Regions from separate parts of the Mus musculus genome. Here all the other regions are linked to region 1. Evidence: chromatin contacts called from public Hi-C and promoter capture Hi-C data. All regions are on one chromosome and are shown on one strand. The core of a region is the stretch at or near the end of the contact, and the rest is flanking DNA. Distances in the headings are between cores, read along the strand shown.

Region 1 (3,544 bases), core at 350-2,849:
AACCATAATTATCTCATTGCTACTTCATAACTATCATCTGGTTGTTATGAATCGTAATGAAAATATCTCATGTTCAGGATACCTGATACGTGATCCCTATGAAAGGATCATTCGACCCCCAGAAGGGTCATGACCCACACGTGACAAACACTGCTCTAAAGGAAACAGTAGGAAAATTTTTCTCCCTCCTTCCCTGAAAAATCGTGAAAATAAACTTCTCAAAGTATGAGAATACTCCACTCCACATGACTGCATCCTCCGTCGTTTACAAAAGTCAGACTAAACTACAAAGTGCCTACAGCAATAGGTCAATCACTCTTCAGTTTCTGGCCCTAGTACTGCTTCTTGCAATGATGAATTTCTAGTCTGATGGATTGTGATTCTCTGTATTCCTGTTTCTGTTTCGGGGGGCAGCAGCTCTCCCTGCGTGACTTCACTTCTGTAAGAATTATGAATTCCTCAACTTGTTCAACTTCTTACAGGAGTATAACTTATAATATCCACATGTGGTGGTTTGACTGGAAATGGCTTGTATATTTGAATATTTTAATCACCAGACACTGGAATCATTTAAAAGGATTAGGAGGCACGAATACAAGATTAGTTTTAAGTAAGTTGGGTTTTAAGCACTGAGATACCCTAATACACACTGGCTTGGTACTTCAAGCCTGGAGTTTAGGAACACTACCCTGACTGGAGACAGACTATGGTGATCATCCTATTAATTATATACGTTAAAAGCCAGGGTGTGAGTTAGTGTGAAGTGAGAGAAGGGCTTTGAACAGTACCGTGGAGAATGTCAACCCTTAAAGTGTGTAATCAGGAAATGAGCCATGAAAAAGACAAAATGCGGTGTTTTAGTGGGTACATTTCAACACAAGCAGCATTTGGGATTACATCAGCAAATACAGCAGCCTCTGTCTCCACATAGTTGGTCCACTCTTAAAAGGGGCCCACTCTGCTCCCTCGGTTCCCTTCCTGAAAACTTCTCTCCGTGTCCGATGGTCCCTGAAATCCCAGGACCTGGTCGTAACCTGCTGAAATCCGAGGTCGGGCTGTTGCTAGGATGGGCACCTCTCCCTCTAGTGTTCCTTCAAAGCCCTTGAGGGCCGCAGTGTTGACTCGTCCTGGACCCAGACCCGCAAAACAAGGGGCTGCATTAGCTCGCTAGCGCATGCAACCCGCAAATCAGTAGCTCGCTAGCTAGCGCGTGCAAGCCCGGGAAGAGGGGGGCGGGGGGACCGCGGACAGGGACACACGGAAGGCGTGGCTTGTTCTACACGTGCTTTCCCACACGTGTTACCACACGCTATATTTCTCTCACGTCTAACGTACAAAGACTGCACGAAAATTAGACAAGGAAATACCACAGAGATGCTTTGCAGGGGCTCAGTTGAGCCAGCCTGGAATAAAGCGCTTCACGGCCCCAAAACTACTGCCTCCCCAGCAACGGAGCGCAGTAGCCGAAACTCAGGCTCCGAAACGCGGGCCCCGCCCTTCCGGTATTAGGCCCGCCTCCCAGCCGAGTCCCGCCCTACGCACAGCCACCTCCTCCCGCCCTCACGTACGCCCCGCCTACATCGAAGGCCCGCCTCCCGCGCACAGCCCCTCCCCTCACGCACGGTCCAGCCCTCACCCGGGTTCCGCTACACTCGTGAACCTTAGCGCTCGATCCCGAACTAGCGGCCATGGCGAACCAGGTATGGAGGCGCGCGGTGGGCCGGAGCAGAGGAGGGGAACGCCCGGGTGGCCCGCTGCCGCCCGCCGGGGAAGGCGAGCGCAGCCGCAGCGAGGGCATGGAGGCTTTGTTTCGGCGCCGCGCTTGGAGAGCAGCTCTGCTTTCTGCTCTGCTCCGCCGGAGCCCGGTGGGCTGAGGCCCGCGCCCGTCACGCGGGACGGAAGAACTTGCCCGGGTCGCGCCCGGGTTGCAGGATCAGATTTGGAGCGCGGGCCGTGCTCAAAACTCCCAAGCAAAGTTAGGCCCTTCCTTCGACCTTGGCTTTCTACGTGCAGCACGGTGTACCTGTTTTTTTCAAATCACGTTATTTGACTTTCAAGTCCATCTCCAGTAAACCCAGTGAGTGGCTTGCAACCTTTATTCTGTCAACACATTTCATAAGCGTCAAGTGAACTGATCAAAACCCAGCATTTCTCACTAGGTTTGGTTCCGTGGTTAAGAAGGTCTGTACTGAGTGTAATCGCTCTAGTAGCTCATTGCTTTAGATGCGCGATATAAATTTCATATGGAATTGTAAACTTTACAGAGCCACATAAAATTAATTCTAATGGTATGTTTACCCAACCTGATACTCGCAATATTATTTCCACGTTATAAGTATTTTTAAATTGAGATATTCTTCACTCTTCTAAGCTTTCAAATTTTTACATCATACCTGATTTCAGTTCACACTTGTCCTTTATCTATAGTGTTCAATAGCCACCTGTGGCAAATGGCTAATGCATTAGTTAGCACAGTTATAAGAGATGGTTATAGTATTTTTACCCCCATTTGGATATTTCTTAGGATCCTTTCCACTGGGAAGTATTGCACTAAAGTGATGCTATATAAGCCATCCCAAGGAAAAGATAATTAGGTCGCATAATACTAAGCTTGAATACTAACCTTGAATTACTTGCCAAACCTAGTGAAAGACTCTGGGTGGGATTTTGCTTGGCTTGTCCATTGTTGTGCTAGGACTCAAATCCAAGGCCTTGTGCATTCAAGGCACATGCTCTACCATTGAGCTACACCCCAGCTTGGGACATGTATTCCATAGTCTTCTTTCCTTTTCTTTCTTTCCTCCTCTTCTTCTTCCTTTTCCTCCTCCTCCTCCATCTCTTCCCCACCTCCCACCCTCCTTTAAGATGTGTGTGTGTGTGCCTGTGTGTGTGTATATGCATGCAGGAGCCTGTGGAAGCCAGGGGGTGGCACAGATCCTCTGGAACTAGAATTACAGGTAGCTGTGAGAGTGTAGATGCATAGGACTGAACCTGGAGTTTTCTGCAAGAGCAGTAGGTGGGTGCTCTTAACCACTGAGCCATCTCTTCAGCCCTTTGATTTTATATATATGTATACACAATTTAAATATAAATAATATATATGCACATATTTGTTGTCCTGGTTGATGGTGGTTTAGGGTGGAAGGTTTGAGATGGAATCTCTCCATGTAGCCCTGTCGGTCCTGGAACTTGAAGTGTAGATCTAGCTGGCCTCGAGCTCACTGAGAGCCACTTGCCTCTGCCTCTGAGCGCTGGGACTAAAGGTTTGCCTCACTGTATCTGGCCCTTTAATTTTATGTTATTCACTGTGTGATTTATGTGAGACCTAAAAACAATTCTCCATCTCACTTAGAGGTTATAAGCTTTTCTGTGAATATGCTGTTCAATTTAGTTTTATTTATTTAGCTTTGCGTGTGTCTGAGTTTGTAGCGTGTGTGTGTGTGTGTGTGTGTGTGTGTGTGTGTGTGTTTATGTTTATGCGTGTTCACAGGTGGGTATGTCAAGGTCTCAGGCTGACATCAGGTCTTCAATTGCTCCACCATAC
Region 2 (3,544 bases), core at 510-3,009, 4.4 Mb after region 1:
AGCATGTACATTTTTTAAAAAGGATCTATTCAGTTAGCAAATGAGTGTTGTGAAGAGCTGCTCACTAAAAGCTAACTGTAGTTAAAAGGTTATATAGTGGCATTTTCAAGTGACAGGAAATTCAACTTTACTTTTCCAAAGGATTCCACAAGTGCAGTAGTGCACTAGTGTACCCTGCTGAAGTCTGTAATTTTTAAGATATTGCAAATATCATAGCAATGTGTTTAAACTTACATCTGATTGCCTGAATATACCAGGCTTATAATGAGCTTTAGAAAGAAATGCATTTCAAAAAGAAATTTAAACATTGAAGCAACTAGTAATTAAAAAAAAAAAATCAACCCTCTAATGCATTCAAAAGAAATGCAAGTGTCTCCGTTCTCACCTCTAATCTTTGAGTAGCCAAAATATCAATACATTAAAACAAAACAAACCCAGTTTAGAGACAAAATTTTAATCCAGATGTAAACATCTCTTGAATACTCCAAAGTAATGAAAAAGTAACCAACAGGATAAACTTAAAGTCTCCTACTCCATAGAGATCTCAAAACAAAAATCGTGGCTTACTTTATTTAGCTGGGAATAGGAAAGAATAATATTGCTTCGACACCGACTACACTAATTACGCCATCTATTTTGTTATCTTCTGCGGACATGTGCTGCCTAACGTTTTCACTTAATGAACAGTTCTCTGGTTTGTAAACAACTTCTGTAGCGCTCTCTCTCTCTCTCTCTCTCTCTCTCTCTCTCTCTTGTGTCCAAACCGGAGGGAAAATGAAAGTCTGGGGCGGTGGGGGGGGGGGGGAAGCATCAATATTTGAACTTCCGGATGTGAGCAGGGAGAGCCATCCGAGGGACCACCTCTCTCTCTCTCACGGAGTTCAAAAGGAAAAGTTGGGAGAGAGACGCGGCCCGCAGATCACGCTACGGGCTCGCGGTCACCTGAAGGCGGCTGGCAGCGCAAGGCCATCACTTCGGAGCGAGCCCTCGGGGGCTCAAGTTCGGGGGGCGCTCTTTGTGCGGTCGGAGGGGAAAGGGAGGGAACCGCCCACAGCCTGGGAGTCATTCAAAGGAGTTAGGGAGCGGGGCTGGGGGGAGGGCGGGGCGGTGACACCCGGAGGGGACCCGAGCGAGTAAGCGGCCCCGCCCGCGGGGACGGGGTCCCGCCGCCCGGTGGCCTCCGAGAGCGCGCGCGGGAGACCGGGTCCCGGGGCGGAGAGGCGGCTCCGGCCTGACACCCCGCGAGTTTCCACACCTAGCGGGCCAGGGGCGCGCCGCGCCGCGCAGCGTCCCCGACCCCGACCCCGCGGCCGCCTTCCCCTCCCGGGTTCCCCGGGCGGCGCTCCCGCAGGGCCGCGGCCCTTACCTGCAGCTCGGTGAGGAGGATCTCCCCCCGGTCGGGGTTGGACGCCATGGCGCTCCGCTCGGGCCTCCGCACCTGAAGGCGCCCAGCGGCGCGGCCGAGGGAGAAGGCGGGACGGGAGAGCCGGGCGGGGGGCGAGGACCGGAGAGAAAGCGGCAGCTAGGGAGTCATGGAGGCGCGGCCCGGCTTGCAGGCGCGGCTCATGGAGAGCGGCGGGGAGCGAGGGCCCTCGCGGCGCGGCTCCCCTCGCCGCCCGCCGCCGCCCGCCGGACTCTGTTCCCTCAGCCGCTCCCTCAGGGCGACGCCGGGAGCCGACTCGGAGCTCTCGGTGCGGGGCGCAGCGGCCGCGGCGGCAGCTCCTCCTGTCGCACCATTTGGCTGTCACCGCGTCGCAAAAGCGGCCGCGCTTGGCGGCTGCCGGCGCACGTGACTGCCGCGGGGCCCCGCCCCCTGCTGGGCGGGCTCTGGGAAGCCAAGGAGGGTTGGCGGGGACCCCAGGGCCAGGCGCGCGGGGCGGGGCGGACTCTGGGCGGGCCCGGATGACAGGGAGGCGAAAGGCCCCGGGCTCGCGTCGCCGGGAGGCGGGAAGTCGAGCGAGCAGACCACACCCACCGCGGCTGCGCTTAACGGCTCTGCGCGAACGCTAGGTCTGGCCTCCGGCCGGCCGCAGATTGAGCCTCGCTTCGGCCCTCCCTGCTGGGGAGCCGCGCCCTCCCGCCCGCCCACCCCGAGCTGTCGCTTCCTCCCTCCCCCACCTGCCGAAGCGTGTCCACCTCTCGCCTTTGGCTCGCGCGACGTCGCCACCAGTAAGGTGCACCGCGAGCCAAACCCGGGCGGAAGAGGCCCTTGGGAGAAGTGGGCGTGGTCAGGGCGCCAGCCTCTGCTCCGAGCAGTCCCCACGGGCTGCCTTTTCCTCGAGCGCTACCCTGAACTCTGTGGTTGGGACTAGAAAACTACTGAGCTCAAAGCTGACTTAGCTCATTTGTTGATTTTTTTTTTTTCAACGTAAGTTTAATGGAAAGAGATGAGGCAGAATCAGCGTCGGGAAGGAGCCAAAGCCGACTTTACTTGGGGAGGTATAAATGAGAACTAACTACTTAGTTGCAGAGTCTACTTAGTAGTGAGCCTTAACTAGCTACTTAGCAGCCTATCGGAATTAGCTACTTAGTAGCACAGTCTACTTAGTAACATAGTGTAACTTGTGGGAAAATGGACTTCTACAAGTAACACTTATGTATCACAAGTATCAACAGATACTTTTTTTGTCTAATCAATGAGTGGACACTCTCGGTAAACGCTTCCCTTGGGGTTCTGAAGATTAAGTGCATCTAATATAGCTGGTTCAAAGCAATGTGGACAAAGTGGTGATGGCTATTTAGGTGAGTATGGCAGGTTTCAGGTGGGTAGCTACAAGTCTGAGAAGCACTTTACCTTTCATGGGACATTGATGCAGGCTCCTGCAGATTTTTCTCCAAGAGTCTCAGAAATCATTGAAGTCAGAAATCATTGAAAATCTAGAGTTCTGTGACTCCGGCTCACAATATACTGGCAAAACTTTTCCGTTCTGTACTTCAAAAGTTTTACTATTTATATGTTTAATGAATTGCCTGGGCTGAAAATGATAAAAGCAACAAGTGCCTTAATTATTAAGTTACATAATCAACTTTAGAATGCGTTTAATGGATGAACACTGTTACTTCGCCAAGTGTCGTCTTAGGAATACTGTTTCACTCTAGAAACTGCTTATAGCTTAAGTGAAATATTTGTAAACACGCATCCAGTTTCATCATACTGCAGAGTGTGAAATACTTTGCTAGAGCTGGAATTGGCTTGTAATTAACCGTTGCTTCAAGAATGGCAGAGCTGTAAATCTGAGACACATTACTTTGTCTTCATACTTACTATAGTGTGAGTAACATTTTTAACTCCTGCTATTAAAATGGAGGCTTATTAATCAAGGAAGCAACAAGGAACTAACAACATTGGGAGAAGCCAAGTTATATGATTACCTTCCCTAGTAACTAACAGAGAGAGTTAGGCCCTGGAGTTATGAGTAGTCTTAAGAAAGAGTCTATAACAAGTAAGTGGGGAGTCCTCTTGAGGAAGCAGTGTTGTGTCCAAAAACACTATTACAATTTTAAATGGTAGGTACAAAGTGGTAGTATGATTTTTACTGTAAAG
Region 3 (3,544 bases), core at 303-2,802, 4.3 Mb after region 1:
CTATCTTGAAAACAAAAGGACAAACAAAGAACAGTAAACTCAACTTGTAGATTCCATGTTTTGCTCCAAGATGGCTGCAGCCAGCAAATTGACATTCTAATGAGCAAGGAAACCACAAGTCAAAGAAACGGTAAAGGCAGCAGTCCACCATGTGGGCAGTGTAATTATATCAGAAACTAGGAACACAGTGGTCATGAAACATACCCTGTGTTTTGAAATAAGAAACTAGCAGCTTACTGTAATGGTTGTATGTGAAAAGGAGAAGAGAGAGAAAGGAAAGGGACACCGAGCAGCCACTTAGCCTCAAAAACCTTGAGAACGAACTGCGATGTTCCCCAATTCAACCTCAGCAATATCAACAGAACACCGACTGCAGATAAAGCCATTCCAGATCGTCATGAGTTTTAGGTCCAAAGGGGAAAACTCCAAGAATCCCGAATATGGACAGACCCGCTGACTGGGTTCAAAATGAAGGCTTGCCTCACCTCAAGCTCCACTGTAGAATTTCAGGGAGAGACAAAAGTTCACCCTCATCCTTAAGGACCTCTGAAACCTTCTGTCTGCCAGGAAAATCCACTTGCCTATTAAGATACAAAGTGCCTACCAAAGCCACAGAGCTCTCAAGCCCTCCTCCCCTTCTATTCTAAACTTCCAGGCTGTTCCAATTCACAGGACAAACACACACACACACACACACACACACACACACACACACACACACACCTGAAGCTGCAGCCACCGGTTTTTCTTTATAACTCGCAAGGTTTTTCCTGCTATTCCCTCTGCTCTGGAGAGACAGCCCTTGCCAGTCTGCCTCTCTGCTCTCTTCCCATAACTGCTTTGGACTTTCCCCAAATCCTCTAGTTATTCTCTCTCTCCTATATCTTAGGTAAACATCTTCTTCCCACCATGGGTCGGTCAGTTCAGCAGCCTGCCTGTGCCCTTGCTTACAATGAGCACCTTTAATGTTCGTAACAAAATACAGAAGCGCTTGGCTCACTGTGGCAAGGTCAGTGCATCCAACCAAATCCGCTTTTGTTCCTTCCTACAGGCGTGAGTACAGCGTTCAGCCGCTCTCGTGAACTACAACACCTCGACTCCTTTAAACGCAAGAGGAAGAAAATCTAACCCCCAAGCTGTGCTCTTAACAGCTTGTCCTCCCGCTTCAGTGTCACTTCCTCCGCCTTTTAGGTCCTGCATCACTTTACAGTTCCGAAGGAAAGATTCCCTCTCCCTCCTCTCTCCCCATCAGAGGGAACACATAGACAACTACACAGGCCGGCCTCTCAAGCATTTTCAAGTCTTTCTCCTAGAACCTGCTTCGAATCCACGCAGCGGAGATTTAAAAACAGTTCTGCTCCAAACAGTCGCACACTTCCACTTTTTCCTGGATACTCAGCCAAGGCCACGCCCTGTCCCCTAGCCTGGGAGCTTCTTGTGCACTCTCACAGGGCGCGCCACGATTGGAGAAATCCGTAACCAATCTGTAGCCTTAGCCCTGATACCGGAGCCAATCCCTGGTCAGAGCCACGAACCGCCTCCACCCCGCCTCCTCTACAATCAGGAGGGTTCCTGCTGCACTCTGCTTCTGGATCCCCGAGTGCATTCCGCCAGGAACCCCGGCGACACCTAGCGACCTCCGGACTAAGGCCAGGGACGCATTGGAACCAGGAGAACGATGTAAGCGGGCGGGACGTAGTGAGCGGTGACTCGGCCCGGGGCATACAGAGTTTGCGGAGCCGGGAGCCAAAGGGAGGTCGGCGGGCAGGAGAAGCGCCCGTACTAGGCACATGGTCGGACCACAGCGGAGACTGTGGGATTTATCTTGGGGTTGACAGGCTTTTCTTTGGAGAAAAGTCCACCCTTGTCCCTTTTACTCTTGATTGTGTAGTCTGGGTGTTTAGAACGCACCTTTGCAAGGGCAATACTGACTTCAGTTCATCCGTGAAAGATGTTTGTGTTTGTTTCTTGAGACAGTCTCTTCTTCTGGAAGTAGTTTTGTGGCAAAGGAACTTTTTAATCCTCCTATCTCCACTCCCACACACCCGACCCACACACCCAGTGCTAAGATTAGAGGTGTGCGCCACCGCTGCTGGTTTTATTCGGTGCCTAGGTTGGAACCCAGAGCTTCATCCCTACTAACTGAGCTACCTCCCTAGCCCAGATAAGGCGAAAGTTCAGGGTTGGAAAAGCAGTTAAACCAGAAGCTTGAGATTATCTTTTCGGAGCTTTGCAAAAGACAAAAGCAGTCTTAATTGGTGGTGTCTGAAGGTCAAGCATTCTTGTAGATCTGAGCCGCTCGCCCCTAAGCACCTCCATTCAGTGTTCCACCTATGGGCTGCTGGGTAGGTAGGTGGCACACGGGAAGCTTGCTCAGGGCTGCAGCCAGCCAGCCTGTAAATCTGTTCAACTTTTGCCTGTGTGCGGTACCCTAATTTCGGCATCAGGTGACCATACCGCTTCCCTTGTGAGAGAATCTCACTTTCACGCGGCCTTAAAGCCCGTTTTGAATGGTGCCTCTTAACTCTTATGCTGATAATGCCTCTTAACACTTATGCTGATAAACTTGACTGTGTTTTTTATTCATGCTTCACCTCTTCATATGGCCTTGAATGCCTCTGTACTTTGAAAGCTAGAACCCTGTTCACCTCGCTCTGTTGCAATTAGCGAACTTTATAAACACTCTAGAACCCGGCTAACAGGTATGGCATGTGGTGAAAATAAAGGGAGCAGTGTTATTTATCAAGAGGCTGTCTCTGATAAATCTTTCTTGAGCTTTTAGGTAACCTGAAGGTTCCTGACGTTTTCAGATTGCTAACACAACTATTCTTTATGTCTGTATACCTCCTATGGGTCAGATTTGTAACTTGGTAGTTTGAGTGGTAAATTCAGAGCACTAAACTTTAACCATGTTTAAACTGAGTTGTGAATGCTTTGCCTACCTTTGAGATTTGCGTTTTTCCTTCAACTTTTAACCTCTAGGTTGCCCACGGTCTTCCAGTTCTGAATCAGTCCACCCTAGAGATGATAAAATGGTAGTTTTAGTTTTCTGTTGATCCGTGTGTATCTAACATGGGTTTCATATTTGATATACCCTATGCCATGATTAGATTGCCTGGGTCACCCTGACTCACATATCTCTGGTTTTCTTCACAGACCCTTGAGCTTAAGGAGAAACCAAAAGCCAACAACTTTTTTTTTTCTTCTAATTTCATGACATTTGAATGTATATATCAGTTTAGTTTATCCATGAATATCAATGTACAGCGTTCTAGCAAAAAACACATTTAAAAGTCAAAAGCCATGCAGATGTAATGAGGCTAGTAATCCCATTTGGGGGGTGAAAGCCAGAGGATCAGGAGTTCAAGGTCACCCTTGCCTTGAGGATAGCCTGGTCTACATAAGACCTGTCTCAAAAATAAATAAATGAGGTCTGTCAATGGTGGCACACATCTTTAATCCCAGCACTTGAGAGGCAGAGGCTGGCAGATTTCTGAGTTCAAGGACAGCCAGTGCTATACAGAGAAACCCTGTCTTGAAAAAA
Region 4 (3,544 bases), core at 333-2,832, 4.1 Mb after region 1:
CATGACCACACTCATGGGGACAGAGACAGGCCTAGTGCTCTAGAAATCAGCCTGCACTCAGGTCTGACAGCTTCTGAGTCTGCCTCTGCATTCAACTCAAGACACAGGAAAATGAGACCAGTCATCCACGTGCCTTTCCTTCTGAGGCCAGGTACTCCGAGGCTGCATGCTCAAGTCAGTCAGAGATTAGCCTGTCTGGAGAAGTGATCGAGTCCATGGAAAGGAAGTCTGGTAAAGGAATCCCACAGAAAAAACAATATTTTTTGAAAAACTGATATAATAAAAACAAAACCAACCAACCAACCAACCAACGAACCAAAGAAGACACTGGAGTGGAAGGCCATCCAATGCGCATGGATCAATACAGTTGTTATTGTGATAACGGTTAGGTTATTTTACCCAAAGTCACCAGTATAGGCGGTACCCACCATAAAGTCAAATGCTATTTCTGTCAAGCTTACAGGCAAGTGCAGTCTAAAGCGAGTATGCTTCCTTTTAGGAGAGTTAGACTCCAGAGAGCGTCAGAACAAAGTCCGCAAATATCCATGTACAACATTCAGCTTCTATATAACTGATCTTTATTGGCTACATATGACCAGACATTTCCTGAGTTTCCTTGTCCCAGTAGTGACAGCGTCATCTCCAGGACTTGTTAACATATTATTTTGGCTTGAATTCTAGACAAGTGAGATAGAAGATCTTTCTTGAAGCTCCGTTAAGGGAAGGCTATTTCTTCTTGGTAAAGCATAGCTATTTTATTGACCTATTTTAAAAAATTAGTTTAACCCACTCAGTGGCTTGAGTTTTGCTCAGAAGAATCGGACTTGGGTCACATCATCAGCAGATGTTCCAAACGGCACCAAACAGTATAAGATTAAAGCAGCTGCTTACAGCCTTTCTGTGACTGAGTCAGCTTGCTGGTGCAGTCTCTAACCCAGCAAGCGTGATTAGCTTTCTTTTCCTTTGCAATCTCTCCTTTCTGGTTTCCTGTACGGTTTGTCTGCTCTGCTAATTTTTTCCTCTCTCCAACTCCAAAAAAGTTATCCTCAGTTTTCCTAATTCTGTTCTTTATTTCTTTTATATATGGGATTCAAGAGTCCACAACATGACACCCTGAGTTCCTTGTTTAACCTACTACCAATGAAAACAACTTTTATCCTAAGTGGATGCAGAGACAATTGTAAGAAATGAGTCTTCAAATAGTACGTGAGGTTTCCCTTCAAAACAATTGTGATTCAAAACCATAAAAATTATCACCCTCGTTCAAAGGAATAAAATAAACAGCGCTTGAAACAATGACAAACGATGTCAACGTTCTCTTTCAGATTGTGGGCAACTTCTGGGAAATTAGTTCAGTGACATTCAAGCCTTCTGCTTTTGAAAATCCCCTTCAACTATACAGTCTGAACTTGTGTAGTTTCAATTTCAGTTTAGAGAACCCTTTTGCAGATTCCTGTTCTTGCGTTTCATAATCAAGTTCTCTCCCAGCTCTCTGGGAGAGGAAAGGAAATTCCCAGGGCTGGCCGTTATTTCTCAGAACCAAGCACAGATAAATAAGGGTGCAACGAGTTTGTCCTCTTGCAGAGTCCCGTTTGAAGCAGTGTTCTTACTGGCCCCTGCTCCCGCTCTTCAGTTTTTCTTAAGGTAAGACCTGGAGCAGGGGTGGGAAGAGACTGTTAGGAATTATTTTTTAGACTACTTTATCCAGGATGGGATGCATCCTAGCCTGGATGCTGGCTCAGCCCCATTAGAGATTAAACAGCAGTGTTCTCAGAGAAGCAGAATTCCTTGTCCAGCAGTCCGAGTGTTTATTCAGTGCCGTTATTGTTTCCTGTTAATGAGAGGGCAGAGTGTGAAGAGATTAAACTGAAAGGTAGAAATGACTTCCAACTGTTTATCTCCGCTTGTTCTAACTTCTTGGCATCCCTAGTTGCTGTTTAGAACAGAATCACCTCCAGAATAGCAGGCAACCATACTGTTTGCATGAACAATATAGCAGAGCATGAGCTGCGCAGTAAAAGGTCTGAGACTGGGGCTCTAACCAGCGCTCCCATTGTCGGGAAGTGAATTCCCAGACAGCAAGGCTCTATATGTGGGCCGATGCTTGTCCTCATTGGAGCTTGGGACAAATTCACAGCCAGAGCTGCGAGAGAGAGAGAGAGAGAGAGAGAGAGAGAGAGAGAGAGAGAGAGAGAGAGAGAGAGAGAGAACTCCAAGGCACACAGGAAGAGGTTTGCTGACAGCAGTGAGCATTTTCGCTGCACTGCCATCTCTTAAAGGTTCCGTGTTTGCTTTTCCTGGGCAGTCACTCACTTTTAAACCCCATTTGTGTTGGATTCTGTCTCTGCTACAATATTGTCTCTACCTTTATATGTTGACGAATCAAAAAATGACCTATTTGGCCGGTATGGTCTGGCTATGCGGATCGCTCCTGGGAACTCTTTTGACTTCTTGCTGTGTCCCGTGCCTCATGCATATCATACTTAAAGAACAGATAAGAATATAAACGCAAAAACTGAGCAAACACCAGAAGTTCATCTCCAGCACCTTTCAGTACTTTCAGATTTCTTGGTGACCTTCTTCCCTACAGTCCTCCCCTTGTGTGAACATTTCTCTTCTTCTCTTCTCTTCTCTTCTCTTCTCTTCTCTTCTCTTCTCTTCTCTTCTCTTCTCTTCTCTTCTCTTCTCTTCTTTTTTTTTATAATTATTTTATTTATGTGTGTGCCTGAGTGTATTTTAGTCCCCCAGGACTGGTGTTATAGGTAGTTGTGAGCCACCTGGTATGGGTTAAGGGAACAAAATCCAGGTCTACAAGAGCCTCAAGTGCTCTTAGTCACTGAGCCAATATCTCTAGCCCAACCCTCTACTGATATAAATGCATATTGATTTGGTTACGTCTGGCTTGTAGGAAGCAGAATTGTAGGGAAGACTTGAATGACATCATAATGCTACTCAGTTGCAAGGATGAGACTGGAAATCAATATTAAGTGGAACTTACAAATAAAAACCCGATTTTATCTAGTTTTATGTATATATATGTATATTTATGTATATATGTATATATACATATATATGCATATGTGTGTGTGTGTGTGTGTGTGTGTGTGTATGTATGGGTGTTTGCCTGTTTGTATGTCTATGTAACATATGTGTGTCTGGAGCCCACAGAGGTCCATGAGGGCATTGGATCCCTTGGCAATGGAGTTACAGATAATTGTGATCTAACATGTAGGTTTTTGGAATCATATCTGGGTCCTCTGGGAGAGTGGTGGGTGCTCTTAACAGCTGAGTCATCACTCCAGCCCCCTGAAAGTTGTGAGACTTTGACAGAGAGAATGTATTCCTGAATCACAGGCCAAGCTACACAAGACAGAATAATGAATTTAAAAACATGGCTGGAGAACATTCACTATGTGATGACATCAGAGGTTTGGCTCCGATAAAAGCATTAAGGATTTCATCCAGATACCATTTGGTGCCAATGTTTAAATACTAGGAATGCTAGAGATACACAGTACTACTGTTCTTCACAAAGGCTGAGAAC
Region 5 (3,544 bases), core at 308-2,807, 4.0 Mb after region 1:
CTCCTTTTTTAATCTTTAACTGTGCCAAGGGAAGAATGTGAAAGTTACGCTAACGGTACTCTGGCTCCATTTTTCCCTAGGAGAGAATGTATTGTACTTGTGTGTCATCCCACATCCATGTCACTTCCCTTTTCTTAGGGACTCCCTTCCTGATTTCTCCGATTTGTTATTAACATTTCTAGCACTAGCCAAGTCAGCCAAACCACAACACCGGTCTCTTCTCTAAATTCCCTTTCTGCTAGCTTCGCTTGGAATTCATTTGTCTGAAAATATTCTGATCCTTAAGCAACGGCAATATTTTTATTGGCTTTTTCCAAGTCTCCCCCATGTGGTTATTAGTGCCCAAATGCTAAAATACCAACCAAGCAGGCAGGAAATAACAGCTTATTCTGCTTTCAAACATGTAAAAACGTTGGAATTTCTGTAGAGCTTTGGATTTTCTTTTAGGGACAGCATAAATAATACCTTCCATCTACTGCTAGTGAGGGAGGCTAAAAGTGGTTTCCCACACTTGTGTGCGAGTTTCCTTGGTGTGCGTAACCGGGAGAGACCTACAAGTGAGGAGCCCTTCAATTAAGACAACCTAGAGATTCTTTCTCCCCTTCCTGAGATAGAATGGTGGGAGGACTAAAGCACTAAGGCTGAGGGATGAGACGTTTCCCAGCTTGGGTTCACGCCTAGCCCTGTTGGCCAAATAAGGTTCCCCAGCTAGCAGTTTCCGTAGCAGGCGGGTTCAGACGTCCTCGGGTCAAGAAGGCGGACCTGGGATAGGATCTGGCGATCACACCCTAGACCTGCCCAGCCCAGTCACGAATTTTCTTTCCAAGTTCTGCCCAGTCCATACGCCCTTCCTCTTTCCACTCATTGTCAAACGGGGCTGAAGCTCAGTCTGACCCAAGCCCCAAGTATACACCAGTTTCATAAAAACTGGCGACCGCGACTGATCTAAGTGGGCTTTCCTTCTGGACGCACCGACGTGTAACCCTCACAGGTTACACAACTGCACATATTTCAGGGAGGGGGAAATACACGCTTCTCCGTAGCCTGGGAGCCAGCAAACAAAACTGCGCCGCTTTCCCGTGCAGGCGCACACTCTCGGCTCGCCGGAGCTTCCCTGGGGGCTGGCGCGCCCCAGGCCGAGGTGCTGCCCTTCGCCGCCTGCCCTCCGGCTCGGCGGGCGCCCCCTGGTGCGCCCGGCTCTCCGGAGCGCCGGTCCCCGAGAGCCCCGGCTCCGGGCGCTCAGTCCCGCCGCGCGCCGCCCTGCCCCGGGCGCTTCTCACACCTCGGCGCGCACCGGGAGCACCTGAGGAGCAGCGGCTCCCGGGGACACGCTCGCCCCGTCCTCCTCTCGTCCCGCGCCCCTCCACGCGCCGCACCCCGTCACCCGCTTCTCCTCCTGTTCCCTCGCGGACCAGGACGTGCTCCTCCGCCTCCCGCGGCCACTCACCTCCTGACCGGCGCGGCGCACCCTCCGCCTCAGACCAGCGCTGACAAGTGGCTCGCGGTGCCTGCGCCGTCCCTCTCAAGCCGGTGGGGAACTTCCGCCTCCGCGCTCGCCCCGCCTCGCCCCAAGGCTGGCCACGCCCCTCCCCTAATGGTCACGCCCCCATGGTCCGGGCTGGGCGGGGCCACGTCGCTCAGGGCTTAGAAGGCAGTGGAGTCTCCCTGTTGTGCTCTGTGACTTGCTGGGACCGGCTGCCGCCGCCACAAAAAACAATTGCCCCTGTGGAGTTTCGGTGGGCGTAGTCTCCGGGGTGTAGTCTTGGACTGGTACCTGGCAAAGATCTAGCCTTCCGCTTCTCTGTTTTGTATTTCGGCGTTTTTCACTCTGCAGAAACTTGAATTGACCCGCAGTTGGTCTGGCTGAAAATAGAAAAGGGCTTTAGCTAAATCTCTGCCGGTGCAAGTTCAGCGACTACCGCCTGCTTTTGTGAAAGACCTCTGTATACTCTCGAGAAGTGCAAACTCTGAAGTTTGCTTGTCAGGAAGGTGAAAATCGCTAACCCTAATATGCAGAAGTTAAATCTGTCGTCAAGCTAAAGGACAGCCATACAAAGCAGTGGCCAAAAGTGATTCAGCCACTGTATCCTCAGCTTATTTTTCTAATTCCAAATTAACAGCACATTTACCTACTTCTGTAAAGTTGTTTGGTTTTGCCCAGAGAATTTATTCACAAGCAAACGTTAGTAATGTTTAACGAATACTCGAAAAGAAACTTTTAAAATATTAAAAGCACAAGTGTTAACCAAGTGGTGTATCAAACAAAAATAAACCTCAACCGAAGTCCCTGAGTCTGGAGTCTGCTCTAGAGGTACAAGCAAACTCCTAAAGTAGGTTCAAAGTTGTTCAAATAGTAGCCACTGGCCACATATGTCTATTTAACTCATTGTAAAAATGTTTTATATCATTGTTATGAATCTAAATTTATACATGAGTAGGATAGGATTTCCATTAAATAGAAGCTTCAGTAGGACTACATTTCACTGTACAGTTGGATGTTTAGTGGCCAAGTTGACATATATGGACCAGGTTTTTAAAATGTTATAAATTTAAAAAATAGGTATGTTGATTATATGTTGATATTATCTGCCTATTTAAAACATTATTACAACTTATTTTCATTTTTTAATGTATATACTAGAAAGTTTAACATGGATGTGACTTGCATATTTTGTTGGCCAGTTGTTGATTGTATTACATTCTAAAAGGAAAACTAGTTTGCAGGGAAGAATTTTTCTAATGTGGGATTTGTCTAGTGTGTTTTAGGGTTCTGTTTCATAGATCATTCCAAAGTAAATGGTTAAGAATGGTTACATGTAAACAGATATCCCCTGCAAAGCAAAGAGTCAGCCTTACAGTTGCCTTCATAGGATGAATACCAGCCTTAGTCACAATGTTTACAAATGAAAGTTGCAACAGATTCTATAACACATGATAGACAGTTCCACTTGTGACAAGTCACTTGCCTGTGTTACCTTATAACGTTCTTCTCTTCACCCCCTCATCTGCTTGGTGCTGATACAGTAAAAATCAAACTAGATCAATGCTATTTCATTACCAAGGTTTGAACCATAGCATCAGAGAATCAGCATCCTGAGATGATGAGGAAAGAGCTGAGAGTAGATAGGGTGGCCCAAATGTACCTTAAGTTTTAGTCCTAATTGCAAACCAGGCCTTCAACCTTCTCCCTTCCCACTCCAGTCCAAAGCCTGGGAACTATCAGCAGGTTAAGTAACTGCTTAATTCTTGCATGAATTGTTACTTATCCAGTTGTCCTCTTGGAAAGTAGCCTTTTCCTGGGTCCCATCAAAACTTAGAATCCTTAGATATGCCTCCCAAAATCATACTTTTAAACAAACACTACCTGTTCCATTTCCAGGAAATTGTTAAACTTTAGCTCCAAGATTATTCCCCAATCTAGGTCTATCTTGGTATCACAGAGGGCCCATCTGACATGTGTGAGGGCCTCATTCTCTCCTCAATACCACCACTAACATTACCTCAGCCTCTATCACCATCACTATTACTACCACCTCTGCCAACA
Region 6 (3,544 bases), core at 701-3,200, 3.2 Mb before region 1:
GTATCAATAAAGATGATTTCTAAAGAATGCAATCGTTATGTTGCTATTTATTATGCACTGCCTGCTTCTTCCACAAGAGTGCCTTTCATGAGAAGCTCTCATGCTCACTAATGTCTTTTGTTCTCTCTACCCTGGGAGAGACAGAGATACTTGTGCGTATTACTACCGCTTCTAAAAGAATAAGAAGCCACATATACTCTGCTGTAGTCATGCTTGTTGTTTTCTAAGCCTGGAAAAATATTCAACATTGTTGCAGGACATTTGATCACACTGAGAACCCCAAGATTGGGTTATTTACTGGAAAACATCTGTTTGTAGTTGTGGTGTGGGTCAGCCCTAGCACACACCTTTGATCACAGCCATTTGGATTTACTTAGAACAGGACTATTAATGGAAAATAAGAGGAAGTCAGGAGGACGGATAGAGAGACGCACAGGAAATAGAAGGGAAATTGAGGGGTTTTTGAGAAGGAGAGCTTCCTTTTGGAACATCAGCTGAGGAGGAGGGTCAGCGGGGTGCTTCCTCTGACTCTCTGAGCTAGCAGGCTTTTATACCCAGCATCTGGCTCCCTAGGCTTCTTTGGTAAAATCAAACAATTGGTATCTGGGTTTGAAAAAAAAAAGCACAACATAAAACAGTTTCACAATGAATATCTCTTTTTCTGTACTGTTAGGAATTGAACAGAATGATGCAGGATTCCCCAGCTCCGGCCCCCTTTTCAGTTATTGTGAGACTGATTAAACTGCCCCCATTGGCCTTGAACCATCAAGCACCATCTCTTTCTCATTAGTGTATATTAATTGTACAAGACGTTTCATTTTGTTATGACATTTTCATACCTGAATATTACGTCCTTTTGTCAAATTCACCTCTTCTGCTACCCTCTCAGTCCCTCTCTTTTTCCTTCTAATAATTATCTCTTGATGAACAGCATAGATCATATAGTGGAATACAGTCAATCTTTAATAAATACTGCCTGCTATATAATGTTAGCAAAGACAGTGTGACAAAATCACAGCTGTGAAAATAATACTCTTGCTCTAAAAAATCCCTTCCTTGCCTCTGAGCCTTTAATGACATAACATTTCTTCCCCTTCATAAGTTTGTTCCCTACAGCTAAATATATATTTGCCCACTTTAAAAAAAAAAAAAAAAGTTAAAACAGGGCAGGGAAGATAGCTCAGTGAGTAAAGTCACTGGCTGCCAAGCTAAAGTTGAATCCCTAGAACCTAGTGGTAGGAGAGAACTGACATCCCCAAATTGTCCTTGGTTGCCTCCCTGAGGCTGAAGGTTAAGTCATTGTTGCCTGGAGACACCACATACTTCAGACTTGTCGGGAATTAGAAAATTCCAGCTGTTTCTGAGCTAGAAGCCTCGTCCCTAAGGCGTAGCTTTATTATTTTGGGAGCCTCTTGGATTACTCTAACCAACATGAAAAGAAGTGTTCCATGCCTAGTACTGGGGATTTCTCGGGTAATCCATGCTCTAGTGTGCAGCACTGTCATGTCCCCACAACATTTTCCCAGGTGTCAATGATTCTCTCCCTTACATGAGGCTCTTACACTCACCGTCCAGAGAAATGAAAGTTAAAGAAAAGAAACAACAACGCCTCAAAGCAGTTCCAAAAGAAAAGAAAATCTTCCTTTCCTGGCTGGGCAGTGAGTTCCCATTGGAGGCTTTAAAACAAAACGAAAGCTTTTTTTGGTTTGGTCTAGTCTGGAGTTCTTGTTTGTTTGTTTTTTAAGATTATAATTCTTTTGTTCTGCAGGCGTGACTCTAACACAAAACTTCTCTCCAGCTGAGTTCTGAGGCTCTCAGTTCCGGGATCTCTGAGTCTCCCCCGCCTTCCCCATCCATGGACTCGCCCCGCCTTTCCCCCCGCAACCCCCACTCGCCGCAGCACTTGGACTGTCCCGTGACGTCATGACGCTGCGCCACCCAATCCGCTGCAACCTTGAGGACATTTTAAACTTAAAGGCGGGGCGGCCCGGGAGCTCGGTCGGCGCCGTTGCTCTCCTTCGTTTCCCTTAGTCTGCAGCGGACAGGATGGCCGAGGAGGCTTCAGTGGCTGTCTGTGTTCGTGTGCGACCCCTCAACAGCAGGTAGGCGGCCTGGGGCGGCGTGGGGACCTGCGTCCCAGCCCGCGCTGCCCCGAGTCACACCGACACCCGGGTGCAGGACTCCGTTTCCCCGAAAACACGGTCCGACTGCGCGTAGTTCTGCTCAGGGGACACTGCCGTCCTCGCCTGATGGACGGAGACAGTGAATGTTCAGTAGTGGGAAAAGGTCGGGAATGCCAGAAAGAAAAGACAAGAGGGGGTTGATGAAGTCTACTGGGTTTGCTGGCTTCTGGCCTTCAGCTAGAGATGCTAAAGCTTGAGAAATTGGTATTAAACGGGTGGTCGATAGGCGAGATTCTCAAAATTGATTATTTCTTGCATTTAAGTTCCTTCCCTAATTTGGGAAAAAGCTGGCTCCTAGTTAGCATTAGCTGTTGACTTGACAGCCAGCTATATCTAAGGGAGTCTCCATTGGAGGACTACCTGGATGAAGTTGGCCAGTGGGCATGTCCTTGTGGTGGAATCTTAGTTCCTGGTTGATATGGGCAGTGCTTAGGCCAGTCTGGGTGGTTCCATTCTTACTCATGGAACTCAAGGCTGTGTAAGACAGCTACGTAGGCAAAACCCAGAGAGAGCAAGACAATAAACAATGTGCTTCATGAATTCTGCCTCCACTCCTGCTTGCGACCCTGCCCTGACTTTCCCTGGGGCTGGAAGTGTAGGCTGATATAAACCTTCTCCGTTCCAAGTTGCTTTTGATATAAACCTTTTCCACTCCAAGTTGCTTTTGGTCATGATATTTTATCACAGCAGCACAAAGCAAACTAAAACAGTATATCTATAGACATAAGCCGTTAACGATACACAGAAAAAAAAAAGAAAAACAAAACAAAACTGTGCAGAATGTTGAAAGAGCCACTGGGCCTTCAGAGACATGGGGTACCTGGTGTCAGGAAAACGCTAACACTACAGAATAGGTGGTTCATTGATGGATAGATCACAGAGATTCAACTTCCAGATTGCTTGACTGATGTGGTGTTTGGTACGAATAGGAATTTAGAGGAAGGTGGCACTGAAGAGATTAGTGGTGTCTGTCATGGTGGCACAGGCCTTTAACCCCAGCACTCAGAAGACAGAGGGAGGTGTATCTTAGTTGTAGACCAGCCTGGGCTACCTAGTGAGTTCCAGGCCAACAAGGTGAGACAATGTCTCAAAGTAAAGAACAGAAAGAGATTAGTGACATAGTTCAGGGGATTTAGGGCATGTCAAGTATTCCGGAAGATTCCAGAAGTTTTTTTGTTTTTTTTAAAGATTTCAGAGAGGAAGTAGAGCCTATGCAGACAAAGATAGTTATGAATATAGTTAAACATAAAATTATATTACTTAAATCTTCATTTTGCAAGAGGTTTGGGTTTTTTTTTTTAATTTTTGTTTGTTTATTTGGTTGGGGGGGGGGGCGGTTGGTCGGTTTTGGTTGGGTGGTG
Region 7 (3,544 bases), core at 433-2,932, 3.2 Mb before region 1:
TCCATGTTTACCTAAACACATACACAATTTTAAATGTTTACGTTAATCCTAAGTCATAACTCCTTGTAAAACAGTTTGAGTTTGGGGCAGGGGTCCTGCTTTTGTTCAGGATTGAAACCACATACTTCTGAAAGTGAATCTTCTTCCTTTGAGATTAGGTCTTACTATGAAACCTACTTTGTCCTCGTTAATCTCCTACCTCAGCCTCCCAAGTACAGGGACTACAGATAGGTCCCTTATTTGGGGGAGAGAGGCAGAGACAGAGACAGAAGTTAATCCTGGAGCACTCTCATAGTCATTAAAAGCAAACGCCTTTCAAAGCCCTGGCAAGTTGAGGGAAAGACAAGTCTATTAGAGCAAGGAGCACACACAGAAGTGTCTGCTGTAATAAGCTGCCGTTTATCCTGCAGGTGTGTGGCAGACGCTGGGCTTCACCTGCACACCATGTCCCCTCCTCACCACCCTGGCAGAGCCGCTGTTTCCTTCTCCTCCATATAAGAACGCAGAGCCGCTGTTTCCTTCTCCTCCATATAAGAACGCTGTAGGTTGGCCAGTTTACAGGTCCTGCTTACTCAGCTATTTCAGGGAGACATAGGATTTATGTCTTTTTATTTTTAAACTGGGCTCTTTTTTCCCCTTTGAGGGGGTCAGCTGTTCTGAATAAGGGTCTTCTGTAGTCCAGGCTGGCTGTGAAGTTCTAAGCAAACTTTGTGATGCTCTTACATCTATTTGTGCTCGGTGCTAGCACTCTGGGCTTTATACCGTGCTAGAGACTGAAGCCAGGGCCTGAGGCAGGAGCTTGAGGGAGGAACAGAAAGCACCCACACACTGAGCAGCACAGGAAGCCACCCTGTGCCTGCCTTAAAGGACCAGCTCTCTGTCTTGCTCTGCTCCGTCCAACCCACGTGCATCCAACTGACTGACTGTGAAACCCACACTTTAGGAGCCACTCAGAAAGAGGAGCAGAACCCAGAACCTTCTGGGAGGCATCACTTTTCTCTTCAAGAAGGAAGCCCTCAGAAAGTACAGCCTGCGTCCCCAGCAGACCTGCATGGCTGGCCAGCCCAGGTGACAAAGGAGGCTCGCAATCTGATAGCTTTGTTTTGTAGCCTTTGCAGTGCCAGAGCCCATGGCAAAGTGTGCCAAATGTGTCGAGCCCCTGGATTTATGCAGGACATTCACACATGACCTCCATGATCACTGTGACACTAGCCAGGTTAACTCACAAGTCTCCGACCCAGCCAAGACCTAGCCCTTTCCTCGTGGCTCCTGTAGTCTTCAACCAACTTGATTGCATGATATTTTGCTCTGTTCATTTCAAGATTCCCATCCTAGCTGGGTGTGCTCCTCGGCTCAGGCCCAGTGCACTCAGGATGCCAGCATTCTGCAGCTGAGGGATTAACGTCAGAAACAAGACTTTAGCCCCAAGGAAGTTTTCTTTTCCCCGCTCAAAGCAATCTGGGTTAAGAGCTAGGAAGACCAGAGTATTTAGTGCCTCGGGTCCCTTGTGTGTTTTCCAGCAGCCTTCCACCTTCCTGGCCATTGGATCTGGCCTGCTAAGTAACTTGCACAAACAAAAGACAGGCCTTTGTTTGGCGTTCACAGTTCCACGTTCTGATCACTAGATGGCAGCATGGACACATCTAAAGTGCACGGCTGTGGCAAACACTTCTTAAAAGCTTACTTAACAGGCATTAGCAAAAGGACTCGGAGGGGACCTGAACTCCACCTCCCAGCGTGCATTAATCAGCATGTGACTTCTCCTGCGCAGAGATCTGAAGTTTGTCTCCTGAAGGAATCTGGAGGACTGTGTGGACTCACTCTTCTAAAGTAAGATATTTTTTTCTAATCACTTTCGACAAAACTTTTGGGGACTGAGAGTTGTAGCTTGTGTTGCCATCTTCTCCATATCGCCGAGTTGAAGATGCATCTTCAGTTAGTGTGGGAGTTGGGAATCCTCTTGTATTTATTAGAGTTTGAAAATAGCCAAAGAAAGACAACTGTTCCAGTATCTGTCCTAAGTAAACTGGCTCGTGAAAATATTTGGAATTCCAGAAAATACTCTGAGCCTTTTTCTAGTAAAAAGAAATTTAGGGTTTTAGTACAATCTTTAGAAGTAGGAAAGTCATTATGTTAAGAGTGGGTTAAGTTTACAATTTCTGGACGTATTCCCACTCTAAACCCCACCCTGTTACCCCCCCTCCCCAAAAAAAAAACAAAAACAAAAAAACAAAAAAACCCATGTTGCCTTGAGACTGCTTGGAGGTCAGCTGGAGAAAGGTTTAGAAGTAAACAGAAACTAAATTTTGTGCCTGGTTGCTTCTGGGTGGTCTCGGGGGTCATGGAGGTGCTTAAGAGAGCACTGAGCAGGTGCCTTCACTGATTCTCAACCTGTGGGTCGCGACCCCCACGCCTAGGTTCTATCTAATTAGATATTCTGAATGTCAGGTGTTTACATTATGGTTCATAACAGCACCAAAATTACAGTTGTGAAGTAGCAACAAAAATATGGGTCACCACAACATGAAGAACTGCGTTAAAGTGTCGCTGCATTAGGACGGTTGAGAACCAGGGCTTTGGTGGGCGAATACCCAGGGTCCCTTAGTGAAGGCCCTGGACTGTGAGTTTCTTATGCTGTACTCAGGGTCGGGGGAGGCAGGGACGGCTCATCCCTTCCTAAAAGCACAAGTTAGCTTTCTCTCAACTCCTACCACACTCTAAGTGAAATTTCTCTCTGCGTGCTACTGGTAAAAAGCAAAGCAAAGCGTACTGCATCAGAATTGGGGAGACGCCATGAAGCCAGATCCTGTTACCCAGCATGTGCGCATGATTGGATCACAGAGTGGGGGTCATCAGTTGGCTTCAGAAGCCCCTCTTACCGTGTGACTGTGTCGGGCTGGATCTCAGAGGAAGGCTCTAATAGGAACCTAACAGGATGGCTTTTATTAGGGGAGATACTGTTGTGGGAGAAAATGACAAGGAACCAGGTGACGATGGGAGAGACTTCAGATGGATCGAGGCAGGGAGAAGGCAGAAGTGGATTTGGGGGTGGGGGCACCCTGAATGCTTCCTTCAGTAGGGTGGGGCTGGGGACCCTAAGGAGGCTAGGGAGAAAGAGTTCTGTACGTCATCCATCACGGTCTGCTCCAGGGTGGGAACAAAGAACAAAGGTGTCCTCCGGGTCAATGGAACCTCAGTCCTGCTGGAGGTGGGAGACTGCAGCATTCTCTTGAACCTGTGATTGGAAGGCATTGTATTGATATGATGATAGCTGACTTAGCCTCACCCTCACAGGAGACCAGGCTCTGTCTGTCATCTGTGAAGCACTGCCCACCCCCACCCCCTCCCCATCCCTGCTTCCTTGCCAGCTACTTCTAGACAACTGCACCCATTTCCTGATCCCAATCCCTAATGGCCACTGCCAGCTCCGTTCTGGCAAATCTGAAAATCTCCCATGCTTTCCCCAACTCTTTCAGTGCCAGCTGCGGACATGAAGACCTAGCACTACAACCCCTGGAGTTAGGACCAAGTATGGAGGACTGGA

The links. Promoter capture Hi-C pulls out the DNA fragments that hold promoters and counts their contacts. A called contact is a pair of places that touch in the nucleus more often than the background predicts.
Region 2: a contact with region 1 is called in a promoter capture Hi-C map of cranial neural crest. The contact joins the promoter of Pkn2 here to the promoter of Adh5 in region 1. A contact is called at or near these places in 2 of 39 promoter capture datasets (cranial neural crest and pre-B cells) and 1 of 484 Hi-C or Micro-C datasets (CD4 T cells).
Region 3: a promoter capture Hi-C map of pre-B cells shows a contact between it and region 1, with 4 times the contacts expected there. The contact joins the promoter of Kyat3 here to the promoter of Adh5 in region 1. A contact is called at or near these places in 2 of 39 promoter capture datasets (cranial neural crest and pre-B cells).
Region 4: a contact with region 1 is called in a Hi-C map of B cells, with 6 read pairs. The contact joins the promoter of Gbp5 here to the promoter of Adh5 in region 1. A contact is called at or near these places in 1 of 39 promoter capture datasets (pre-B cells) and 1 of 484 Hi-C or Micro-C datasets (B cells).
Region 5: a promoter capture Hi-C map of pre-B cells shows a contact between it and region 1. The contact joins the promoter of Pdlim5 here to the promoter of Adh5 in region 1. A contact is called at or near these places in 1 of 39 promoter capture datasets (pre-B cells) and 1 of 484 Hi-C or Micro-C datasets (B cells).
Region 6: a contact with region 1 is called in a promoter capture Hi-C map of pre-B cells, with 2.5 times the contacts expected there. The contact joins the promoter of Cenpe here to the promoter of Adh5 in region 1. A contact is called at or near these places in 2 of 39 promoter capture datasets (cranial neural crest and pre-B cells) and 1 of 484 Hi-C or Micro-C datasets (CD4 T cells).
Region 7: a promoter capture Hi-C map of cranial neural crest shows a contact between it and region 1. The contact joins the promoter of Bdh2 here to the promoter of Adh5 in region 1. A contact is called at or near these places in 3 of 39 promoter capture datasets (cranial neural crest, hippocampal neurons and liver).

What each region holds. Positions count from the first base shown.
Region 1 is chr3:138,441,494-138,445,037 of GRCm38.p6, forward strand. Adh5 (alcohol dehydrogenase 5 (class III), chi polypeptide) reads left to right here and starts at 1,600. Exons shown (of 9, transcript NM_007410.3): 1 at 1,600-1,700. The coding sequence starts at 1,689.
Region 2 is chr3:142,880,245-142,883,788 of GRCm38.p6, forward strand. It overlaps Pkn2 (protein kinase N2), which reads right to left and starts at 1,760. Exons shown (of 22, transcript NM_178654.4): 1 at 1,367-1,760. The coding sequence starts at 1,414. It overlaps 9530052C20Rik (RIKEN cDNA 9530052C20 gene), which reads left to right and starts at 2,251. Exons shown (of 2, transcript NR_152127.1): 1 at 2,251-2,742.
Region 3 is chr3:142,699,496-142,703,039 of GRCm38.p6, forward strand. It overlaps Kyat3 (kynurenine aminotransferase 3), which reads left to right and starts at 1,553. Exons shown (of 14, transcript NM_001293560.1): 1 at 1,553-1,680.
Region 4 is chr3:142,495,352-142,498,895 of GRCm38.p6, forward strand. It overlaps Gbp5 (guanylate binding protein 5), which reads left to right and starts at 1,583. Exons shown (of 11, transcript NM_153564.2): 1 at 1,583-1,644.
Region 5 is chr3:142,394,139-142,397,682 of GRCm38.p6, forward strand. It overlaps Pdlim5 (PDZ and LIM domain 5), which reads right to left and starts at 1,558. Exons shown (of 13, transcript NM_019808.3): 1 at 1,448-1,558.
Region 6 is chr3:135,210,613-135,214,156 of GRCm38.p6, forward strand. Cenpe (centromere protein E) reads left to right here and starts at 1,951. Exons shown (of 46, transcript NM_173762.4): 1 at 1,951-2,102. The coding sequence starts at 2,047.
Region 7 is chr3:135,279,539-135,283,082 of GRCm38.p6, forward strand. Bdh2 (3-hydroxybutyrate dehydrogenase, type 2) reads left to right here and starts at 1,683. Exons shown (of 10, transcript NM_001172055.1): 1 at 1,683-1,830. It overlaps Gm46826 (a long non-coding RNA gene), which reads right to left. Exons shown (of 3, transcript XR_001783991.2): 3 at 2,894-3,235.